Linked DNA regions of Anas platyrhynchos: region 1 is linked to region 2. Evidence: chromatin contacts called from public Hi-C data. All regions are on one chromosome and are shown on one strand. Each heading gives the region's core, a stretch centred on a gene start, on an enhancer-like site or on the middle of the called end of the contact. The rest is flanking DNA. Distances are from core to core; before and after follow the strand shown.

The links. A called contact is a pair of places that touch in the nucleus more often than the background predicts.
Region 1: a Hi-C map of skeletal muscle shows a contact between it and region 2, with 2.7 times the contacts expected there. The contact joins the enhancer-like site here to the promoter of GP9 in region 2. A contact is called at or near these places in 5 of 8 Hi-C or Micro-C datasets (F1 follicle, liver, skeletal muscle and 1 more).

What each region holds. Positions count from the first base shown.
Region 1 is chr13:18,446,654-18,452,019 of IASCAAS_PekinDuck_T2T, forward strand. It overlaps CFAP92 (cilia and flagella associated protein 92 (putative)), which reads left to right. Exons shown (of 21, transcript XM_072044254.1): 3 at 2,818-3,127; 4 at 3,388-3,584; 5 at 5,155-5,217. The coding sequence starts at 2,893. Among named protein-coding and RNA genes, the nearest start is that of EFCC1, 4.1 kb to the left of the region's middle. Within about 2 kb of position 2,483, at least 1 of the 8 cell types and tissues checked has an H3K27ac peak or open chromatin away from gene starts, as enhancers often do. A contact at or near this core is called in subcutaneous adipose tissue, where this site is marked.
Region 2 is chr13:18,368,299-18,373,260 of IASCAAS_PekinDuck_T2T, forward strand. It overlaps GP9 (glycoprotein IX platelet), which reads right to left and starts at 2,722. Exons shown (of 2, transcript XM_072044275.1): 1 at 2,578-2,722; 2 at 1-723. The coding sequence starts at 716. The coding sequence ends at 90. The region is part of intron 2 of CFAP92 (cilia and flagella associated protein 92 (putative)); the gene reads left to right.

The DNA of each region.
Region 1 (5,366 bases), core at 1,233-3,732, 78 kb after region 2:
TTACATCAGCACTACCGTTTGCAGTTGGGTTTCTTGGTGGTATCTCTGGCTAGAAGAAAGGTGTTGTTAATGGCACTGGGGAGCATTTGTGCCTCTGTTGAATTGCTCATTGCCTGTCTTCTCCTATTCTGCTTCACAAGAATGAAGGACCCAAACTCATGAATATTTGACTTATTTGACTTTGTGTTATCATGGCAACAGGGATACAAGTATGTCAGAATGATGGCAATTCACCAGAGTTTCATCTCTGAAAGAAAGCAGACATTTGATAATAGCAAACAAACAAACAAACAAAAAACAATCAACCAACCAAAAACAGCAAACAAATATTTGGTCTATATATTTTATTTGCTTTTTTGAAAGAAGTTCTGATGCTGGATGATGTTTGCATCGCACTTTCTAAAAAAACAACCACCAAACCCAGTAATTAAAAACACTGGACAACTGAAGAAACAATAGGCTAATAGAAAGCTTCAATGTCACTTAAGCCTCTCTGTAACATGAGGTTTGGATTGGTAGAAATAAGCTTTATTTTTGCAACCTGCCTTTAAAAACAAAACAAATCTCTAAAACATGAATCCCTACATATTTAACCTTTTTCTCCATTGCAGCACTACTGCTAGCAGGGGTATGGAAAAGCCTGTAGCAGTGTAATGGCACTGATTGCTGTGTTTACTCCTGACTGTAGCAAGACTAAGATCTTACCTGGCCTACACAAGGCTTGCCTGTTGACCTATTCTCTAAATCTGCTCAGAGGCATGGCAACCTTTTATTAAGTATTCAAAAACTTTTCTATGATGTTGTTACCAGTTCTGATAGTACACTCTGTCATTGAAGGATCTTGGAAGAGTTCTGACTGTAGATAAGCACTGATGGCAAAGCATGATTTGAAGGGAATGACTGTTTCTACAGTCTTGTAATAATAGTTGGAAATTAGAAGTATATTAAAATACTGCAATTGGAATTAATTAATTGGAGATTTTTATTTTAAGAGGTTGACAGCTGCCACAATTAGACTTAAGTTTGCCAGCATCGTAGATGGAATTCTGTTTTAAATTATATTAGATGGTGGTGGGATTAGGAAAGGCATATAAACTGTGTTTATAGAGAAAAATGCTTTGCACTTAATTTAACTATGTTCCTATTTTATTTCACAGTTCATACATGAGGCAGGGCCAAGGACAAGCACAGTTTGCTTTTGTGTCTCACATTGCAGGGTATCAGTAGTCTAGCCTCATTTGTGTGGTGGGCTTTCGTTCAGTAGCACTGCACAGAGCCAGCCAGAACTGTTTGGCTTTGGAGAATGCTCATCTCACAGCAAAGATCACTTCATTACTGTAAAAAATATTTTCCTCCTCTCAAGGAGAAAAGTGAAAATGTAGTGCTTAGTACCTAAAATTTGTTTTTCAAATTGTTTCCAACAAAGTCATGCCGTGATGTTATAGATACTTTTAAAATTTGTTTGGTGTTTATGAAACAGTTGCTTTCACAAGGAACTTCAGAGATAAGTTAAAATAATATTAGTGGTGTGATGTTGTTCTTGGCATGTTCTTTAAGTTTCTTGTAACTCCAGAAATGTTAGGCGTTGGCTTTTTGTTTGTTGGGTCCTGCATATTTGGAACAGCTCTGTGTATGCAGTAAGACAAAGAAGGAAAATGTAATTGATCGTCCCTATCTGTCATGTAGTTCTGCTCCTGCTCACAGATATTTTTCATTTAATACAAGATTTTTGAGATACACATCTGTTGAGCATGTAGGTAATTCGGATCAGCTGTGTAAAAAGCCGCAAAGATGTTCTGTATGTTTAGCTGCATGGAGAGCGTATGGGATGGATACAACACAGAGTTTCAGAAACTACTTTAGGGAATCTTAGCAAGCTTCTGAATGTAAGAAGAATGTATATATTAAAAATGGACGTGAACTGGTGTCTGGAGACTCTTCTGCTATGGACTCTTCTGCTAATGGGAGACCACTGGGGCCAGCACAAGAACCCAACTGCAATTTGGATTTTATCCTGGGAGCATGCTGTTGCTAACTCCTTTGTGGTCCTTCTCTTGGTCTAAACCATTTGAAGGGAAGAAACAACACATTATGTAGTCTACAGAGGAAACAGCTGCAGCTCGCAGAATACCCAGATGTTTTAGTTGACATTTCTTAGCTATTCAGCATCTGGAACAGTTTAAGGCTCTTCTCCTTTACTGAGAGAAAAAGAAATCCCCTGCTTTCAACTTTTATGTAGTGGTGCTCATGGGGTAGATGTTTGTCTTTTATGAACAAATTTCAGAGTAAATCAAAGGGGAAAAGGGCAAGTTTGCAATAGTGAAGTGAGACCAGAACACGGCTTGCAGTCAGTCCCTGAGGAGTGCGCAGCCGGTGCGCTTGTCAGCAGTTCTGGTGCGGGCTGCAGGCAGCAGACACAGTGCGGGCCCGGCCACAAGGCTCTGACTCCTGTTAGGAGCAGGCACCGAAATGCTCCTGAGCGGAGCGAGACGGGGACGCGCCCACACCCGGCCCTGCCGGGGCCAGGCCCGCCGCCACCTCCCTCAGGCCGCTCCCGCCGCTGCCCTCCCTGAGGCGGCTGCCGGGGAGCGCCGGGCCCGGGGGTAACGGTCGGGGCCGAGCCCCGCGGCCGTTGGGGCACGGGTGGGGGCGGCTCCGTCGCGTCTGGGGGTGCCTCTGCCTCGACAAAGTTTTCGAAATGGGAACGTTGTGGTTCACCTAATGCTACCCTGCCTTGCTGCTGCTGGGGTTCTTGTAGGGATTTGTATTCGTTCCGCACGGCAGCACTGAAATGAGACTGTTTTTCTCCTTTCGTAGTCGCTGAGCCGCTTGTCTGACTACGCAACGGCAAAGCAAAAGTGTGAGGATTAGAAGGCAGTGGGTGAAGAGGAGATGGAGGAAGAAAATAAAGAAGAGATGGCAGACCCGAACACCGCCCACTGTAAAAGCACATCTGAACAGTTGGAGCCTGAAAGCCCAGGGGTGCCTGGTGCTGGTGGTGCTCTGGCCACAGAGGGTGAAAGCGGCAGGCGCGTCCCGTCAGAGGAAAGCTCGCTGGAACCTGATGGCTCGCACACTGTCACCTGCACCTTCACGGTCTCACTAGCTGTCCCTGTCTTGGCTACAAGTATGTACCTGATGCAGACTTTCCTAGGAAACCTTTTTCATTACTCTCTAGCTTTTGTGGCAGTCTTCAGTGGGTTAAGGAGGTAGTGGTAGATAAGATGTGAGTTGATTGGGATTTTCCTGGGTAGATCTCTCAGGAGCTTAGAAATGCACTTTTGAACTCCTGTTACCATTTGATCATTGCAGACAGCATTAATTTTGCCATGAATATCATCTTTGATATCATTTGGCACTTCCAGATAATTCCAATATTCTCTCTAGAGCAAAATCAGAAGATACCCAATCCGCGTGATAGGCAAGGAAAGAGAATTCCAGCGGAAGAATCGGGAGCTCTCCTAAGAACGCAACGCTGCTATCACATGGAGTACTTCCTTTTACCAGATGATCTCGTTCCTAGAAAACTGGATTTGGTGGTGTTTGGGACGGTTGCAAAGCTATTTGCAGAACGTGATTCCAAGGTAAAAGATACCGTAACACAGAGTAATCCCAAATTTTGTATATAGGAGATAGGTGAATGTTTTCAACAGCGGACTGTTTTAGTTGCATATTGGTTTAACAACTGCTTAGATCTTATCTGCACTCACAGATACAGAGACAGATACTGAGGTTAGAACTTGATGCTCCTAATCCGAATGAGCAGAAAATTCTTAAATTTATAGTAAGAGGCTGATGCATTTCAAAGCATTTTTATCTGCTGAAAAATACTTTTATCTTCCCTAGATTATCAGTTTAGGTGGGATTATAACTTTTAAGTACCAAGATAATAAATAACACAGTAATTCAAAGGCAACTACTTATATTCCAACAATTATGATAAATATCATGAATATTCAATATCATTCAATTAAAATGAAGAAAACCTGAAATTTATGCCTCTGATCTTTGTTGAGGAGAAAAAGATCTTAAGGTACTTGAAGAATTTTGCAATTTTTTTTGTGTGTGTGTTCAGACACATCTGAGTCCTGTGCATTCAAACCTGTAAACATAAAAATTAGATATATTGTGCTGAATACGCTTTATTTTTTTTTAGAAATTATTTCTGAAATGCCAGTGCTAAAATCATCTGAAAAAAGACTTGCTTTTCAACCATTGTATCCTACTATCTGAATTTATTTGAATAAACATGGCTAAGAAGACTTGAGACTACATTCTATTTGCCTAAATCTTAATGACCGATTATCGATTGGAAGTTTTGTTGCATCTGTCTTCTAAAAGCCAGCTACCAAAAAAAAAAAAAAAAAAAAAAAAAGCCAGCTATAAAATTGTTACTTACTATTAACAAACATGGTTCTATTTTTTTGGTGAAAATTCTGCAAGTAAAAACTACTTGTGTTTTCAGAATTGATGATTCAGTTAGTTAAGTCACTATTGTACATGTTTGGTTGTAGTATTTGTCTATTAATTCATTTTAGAATATTATGGCTCAATGTAAATAAGAAGGGAAGTTTGAACATAAAGTAAGCCCAGAGTTTTTGTACAGGTCACAGAGGTTTTATTGCAAAAGCACAATTTTGGAAGAACTGCCTTCTGAAATGAGTGTGTTAATTCCCTGTAGGAAAAGAGTGAATCAGTTAACAAAGAATTAATAGATAAAATAATTTGCTAGTCAAAATGCCTTACACTTTTAAATTGACTGTCCACTCTTCTCAGTTCCCTATCATTGATAGCAATGAATACAACCTAAGAGTTACATGCCATTCCTAGAACTTGAGGTATGATAGGTAACATGGTCAGGTCTTTTTCTTGCCAACTGTGCCTAACTTTTAAGTACGTAGAAACACTGTGTAAATATCAGCATTCTGTTAGAAATATAATCGATAAAATGTCTTTTAAACACTGATATTAATTGTTGTCTATTTTGATATAACAAACTAAGTTGTTTCCGTTTATCCACTGTTGTAATCTCCTGTCATATTTCTTACCTTTGAGATTACATTTATATATTATTCTTTTTGTTATTACACAACTTCATTTGTTTTACGTTTTTTTCCTATTCATGGAGTTTTATTCTCTCTTCATTGTAAACAGACAGCTCCAGGGGCTCAATCAAAACGTCATGAAAAGAAACTGACAGCTGGGCTAACTTCCTCAGTGAGTGAGCATATAGGATAATTTTAATAATGAGTTAGGCATTGTGTATTTTTCTTGTATATATTTATTTAATAGCTTAAATAACATACAAATCTTGTCTCCATCATAGTTTTATCTTCTAATTATAACACAAGTGCATACAGAAATAC
Region 2 (4,962 bases), core at 1,472-3,971:
TACCACTACAGCTTGTGTTGCCAGTGCCTGTACTTTTTCCGTGGTAGCATGGTTTGATGTTTCTGTTCAAGCTGGTGGTAGTGAAGAGCTCAGTGTAGCTTGTGGTTTTTGGAGGCGTGCCTCCACAACAGAAGGCCCCTGGTGGTGTACCGACGTAGGTTTATTTGGTAGACCACCTTTTTTGAGAATTTCAGAGCCCATGCTACTAAAATAAATGTAACTATTGCTATTGCAATTAAAATTAAGTCTTTCCAAAAGAACTCAAGGCATTTGGTTGGGAGAGACCTCTTGCAGGTCCCCAGCTCGTTCCCAGTCAGCTGCTTCAAGGGCTTCATCCTCACCGGAGCAGGAGTTGCACATCTGATGTTTGCAAGAGCGGCTTCAGAGATGTCTTCTAACCAGAGTTTTAGATACAGGATATGACAGTCACAGGTCCAAGGATTGTCAAACAGTTTTACTTCCTCCACACTGAGCAAGCTGTCCAAGGCCCCGGGAGGAACCGTGCTCAGGCTGTTATTCTGCAGATAAAGCCTCTTGGTGTTAACGGGCAAGGCAGGCACTTCCTTCAGCTTCCTTGAACTGCAGTCTATCTGCAAACCCTTCCTTTCTCCCAGTGCCTTACAGCTGCAGGAAGGAGGGCATGCTTCAGTTTGGGTCATGCAGAACAGCAAAGATATGGCAAATCCTGCAGCAGTGATGAATTCTGCCTTGTTCATGCTTCAGCTAGCAAGAGAGTAAGAATAATAATCTGATAAGCATGATTCCTTAATTAGCTAATGTCTAAATGCAGAACCAGAACACAACTATTTCATTTTCAGTACTGTAAGTACAGTTGGGAGAGAGCACAGAGGTCAGTTTTTGCCTCTAGTTCATTGCTTTTCCTTCATCACTGTACAAAATTTATTGTTATTCAATGTTCTGGAACAGACTGTCAGCAGGAGGTGATGCTGATAGCTAGGTTAGTTTTAGGCAAAGATTTAGATTCAGTTTCTATATCTTCAAGAGTCTAATGTTAAAATTGTGTGTCAGAGATTTCAAAACTGAGTTTAAAAGACTGAATAATTGTAAACCTCTAAACATCTTATTTCTGGGCAGATGAAGATCCTAAACAGGATGTAGGAATTTTTATGTTGTAAAAAGTTGTGCTTTTGTTTCTTTGTTTTTTCATCCCCTGCCTTGTACCCTCATGCAATTCTGAGAAAGCACAATTTAGATCAGGATGAATAGAGAACTGGAAATTTTGCATATCCATTACTGCTCGTCTTTCAGGGATTAAATGACCATACTTTGGGATTGAAGGTAATTACCCTTTTTGCTATGTCATTCCTAGTTATATGGAGTGGCTCTCACTCGGCTTTCACTGTAGTGTCATCCATTTTGCAGTTTAAAATCTCTAAAATTATTCCCCTCCTATATTTCCTACTATGTCTCTGCACCTAAAAATGCATACCAGGCCTTGGGACTGCACTGAAATTTTAAATACAAACTCCCTTGCTCAGATTGAGTAAGTCATGACTGTGGAACCATCTTTCTTTGATTTTAATACATAACATAATGAAAAAAAAAAACAACCAACCAACCAAACAAACAAAAACATTTCAATTCATTTGAATAAGTATATTAAGGCAAAAATGTCTGGCTATATCGTCCTGGGTACTACTCAGCAGGTACTGTAAAATGTGTTGAGTTTTTATATCACTACACCCGTAAAGAAGCCTCCTTTTATCTGAAGAAGGTGAATGCAGTTGTTGCAGTTGTATAATTTTTTTGTAGGCACATGTGAGAAGAACATTGAATATGATTTAAAATTAGACAGGACAAAGCCTTAGAAATAGTGGGCAGATATAACAGGCCTATTAACAACAACAAAATTACAGTTTTTTCATATATAAGGTGGTAAGGTAAATCCAGAGTTTAATTTACTTATTTAGAATGGAATTTTGAAAAAAAAAAATCAAATGATTGTTTTCAAGTGTACAGAGATTTTAGATTTTTTTTTTTTTTTTAAAAAAAAGGTTTTCTTATAAAAAAGTAAGCTGAGACTTTTTTCTCAAGGAAGTTTCATTTAATTAAGATTAAAATTGTGTGGGGAAAAATGGACTGATTTTCTTTTAAATTAATTTACTTCAATTTGATTACAAGGATTATGTAATTAGCTTCCTGAAGTTGGACATCTTTAAATTCTTATTCTAAACACTAAATTTCTATATTTTAAATGGGATTAATGCTACATAAAATTACAGACTTCATCCCAAAGTAGCTGAAATATTAATCTTAACAACCTCCCATGTCTTTGTTAGCAAGTAGTTGGTCTGAAGATCTTTGGCCTGAACCTAGGTACTTGTATAATAGTTTCCAAGAGATCTATTAGGGCTGTTCTTTTTAAAGAGACATTTTAAAAGGATAGACTGTGGGACTGACTGAAAAATTAGCGATATCTATATATAAAAAAATACCACTTCTGATTTAGCAGACAGGAGGGAAGAAATTCCAAATCAAATAAAATTAACAGCTGTGGCCAAAAGGCAGAAAGGAATTGGTGGTGAGAGTCAGGCCTGACCCCTGACTGCCACTTACCCCTCTTCTTCCCCTCTTGCTTCCCGTCCCTCTGCGCAGTGAAGTGCTGGAGCACACGGTGCAACAGAGCTGACTTTATGGAGTCAGTAAGGAAACAGCTTAAAGACAACGATCTTTTTCTTATGCATAATAGGAAACCATGCCCAGTGGAAGATGTGTCAAGTGGTTGACATGTGTCAGGGAATATAGCGCCTGAGGCATTTTTATATTTTCTGCAGACAAGAGGAAACGCTTTTCCGTCGTTTTTATTGCTAATATGCTTTTCCTATTACACCTGACAATTTAAAAGCCTAAAATAACTCACCTGAAATCTGACAAATTTCTTCCTCAGCTGTAGTAATCTCCATACAAATTTAAGAGTTAGCTTCAGATTCAACTTTGGGAACACACAAGCCTAACAAAGATACCAGGGAGCTAAAAATAGCCCATAAAATAGAGTTCTTGGTTGTGTTTTAGTCACAGCTACTTGTGTCTGATGAAGGATCTATGTGCATGGATCAATGGGTCAATTCGTATTTTGGTGTAGAAATGAATTCCCCAATAGTCAGGGAAGGTGCACGGGGAAGACTTGCCGTCATGGTTAGCAGAGCACAGCCTAGAGGATGGGGAACTCCTTGGCTCCCTGTATGCCCTTTCTCCCCAGTTAGGAGAGATGTGTCTAGCTCAAGAAAGGCCTAAGACCTTGCAAATTTCTTAGCTCTCATGTTGCTGGAGAATATCAGCAGCATGACATCTCAGAACGTAAGGCACTCAGCGTACGTTTGGGTGAAAGCCAGTAATTCAGGATGATACAAAACTATAATTTAGTTTTGACCTCTATTATTTCATACGTGAAAATTTGGTAGAGAATTGAAATACAGTTTTCCTTAGCTTTAGCTACAAGCATGAACACTAGAATTAATATTGCAGTTGACTTTCGGAAACCCAGTGTGCCGTGGATCTGATGTTTAATTCAGGACAGCTCTTGTTTAATATGTTGTTTTGGAGACAGGCCTTGAGCTGTGCTCTGCATTTTGAGGTGAGTTTCATATGTTGCAGATGCACTGTACAACCCTGCTTCTGAACTGCTGTTTCCTTATAACACGCTGTTCTTGAAGGCAGACTAATGTTTGACATTTAAGATTATTTGGATAGTAATTACTATTGTTTAATTCTTATTTATATTTAAAATGTTTTTCTTCCTTAAGTCCAAATCATTTACCAGTAGCCTGAAGTTTGTTAGGAGCATCCTTAAGAAAATGATTTGCTGTGTATCTCTGCTCTTTAGCACTTTAAAAGTTATTTTAAACACTGCTGTGAAGGCAAAAATACTTAAAACCCCTTTTGAATTTCATTTTTTTTCCCCTATAAGATGAGGAAAGTAATTTTTCTCTCGTTAAATGAGCAGTCCATCTGCCTGTCAGATGCTCAACAATTGGGCCTGTGAGTGGACTGCTAATAACGGGAAGATCCTTCTGTCTTAGGGATGGTTTCCTGCAAGTGTGGGTGGGATGTTTGTGGAATATCCAGTTTATCATTTGTCTATCCTTATGACTTTGAAACATGTTCAGCAGAGATTAGAGATTTCAGGTGGCAAATGTTGATTACCGTGGTGAATGATTACATTCAGTTAACAAGAGGTCAGATTTAAATGTTCTAATAAAAGGGAAATAAAGGGTTTGCTCTTGAGGTATTTGGTTTCAAGTTGCTTTTAGAGGAAAGAGAAAGACCAAGTGTTTGAAGTGAGGTAATTGCTTATTGACTAAAAGGTAAATTGTGTGTGTGAATGTATGTATTGCTCGGGTGGTTATCTTTCACAGAAAGATCTATGGATGAGATTTTGATTTTTTTTTTTCTCTCTCTCTTTAACAGAGAGAGAGCTTTTTTTAACAGAGAGCTTTAAAAAACTAAAGCATGCCACTAGACCATAGATTTCATAAATGCCTGTCTTCATCCCTGCCTGTTTCCTGCATCACACTATCAGTGACACATATTCAGGAATGCTGCCACGGAATACAAAACCTGCTGCTATACAGTGGAAACAAATGCTGCGTCTGATAGCATCCAAACAGATGCAACATAACTGGAATCCTTTGGAGCCCCTACGCAGGTTCTGTTTTTACGAAGGTGGTCTCTGTTCCTCTGGGTGCTGCGTTACACGTGGTTGGAGAAGCAGCTGGTCACACTGAGTGTCTTACTTCTGATGAGGACTGAGAGCCTTTCTTCCACTCAAAGGGATGTAAATGTGTGCAGTGAGTGTCTGGCAGAAGCAAAGCTCAAAATACAAGGCATTAGCGTTTATAATTTTAGGGCTATAGCTTCTTGTAGGCCAAATGACAAATTCTTCTTTTAAGAGGATTTATTAAGAGCTGATTAGGAAAACAAAATTATAATCTGCTATAATCT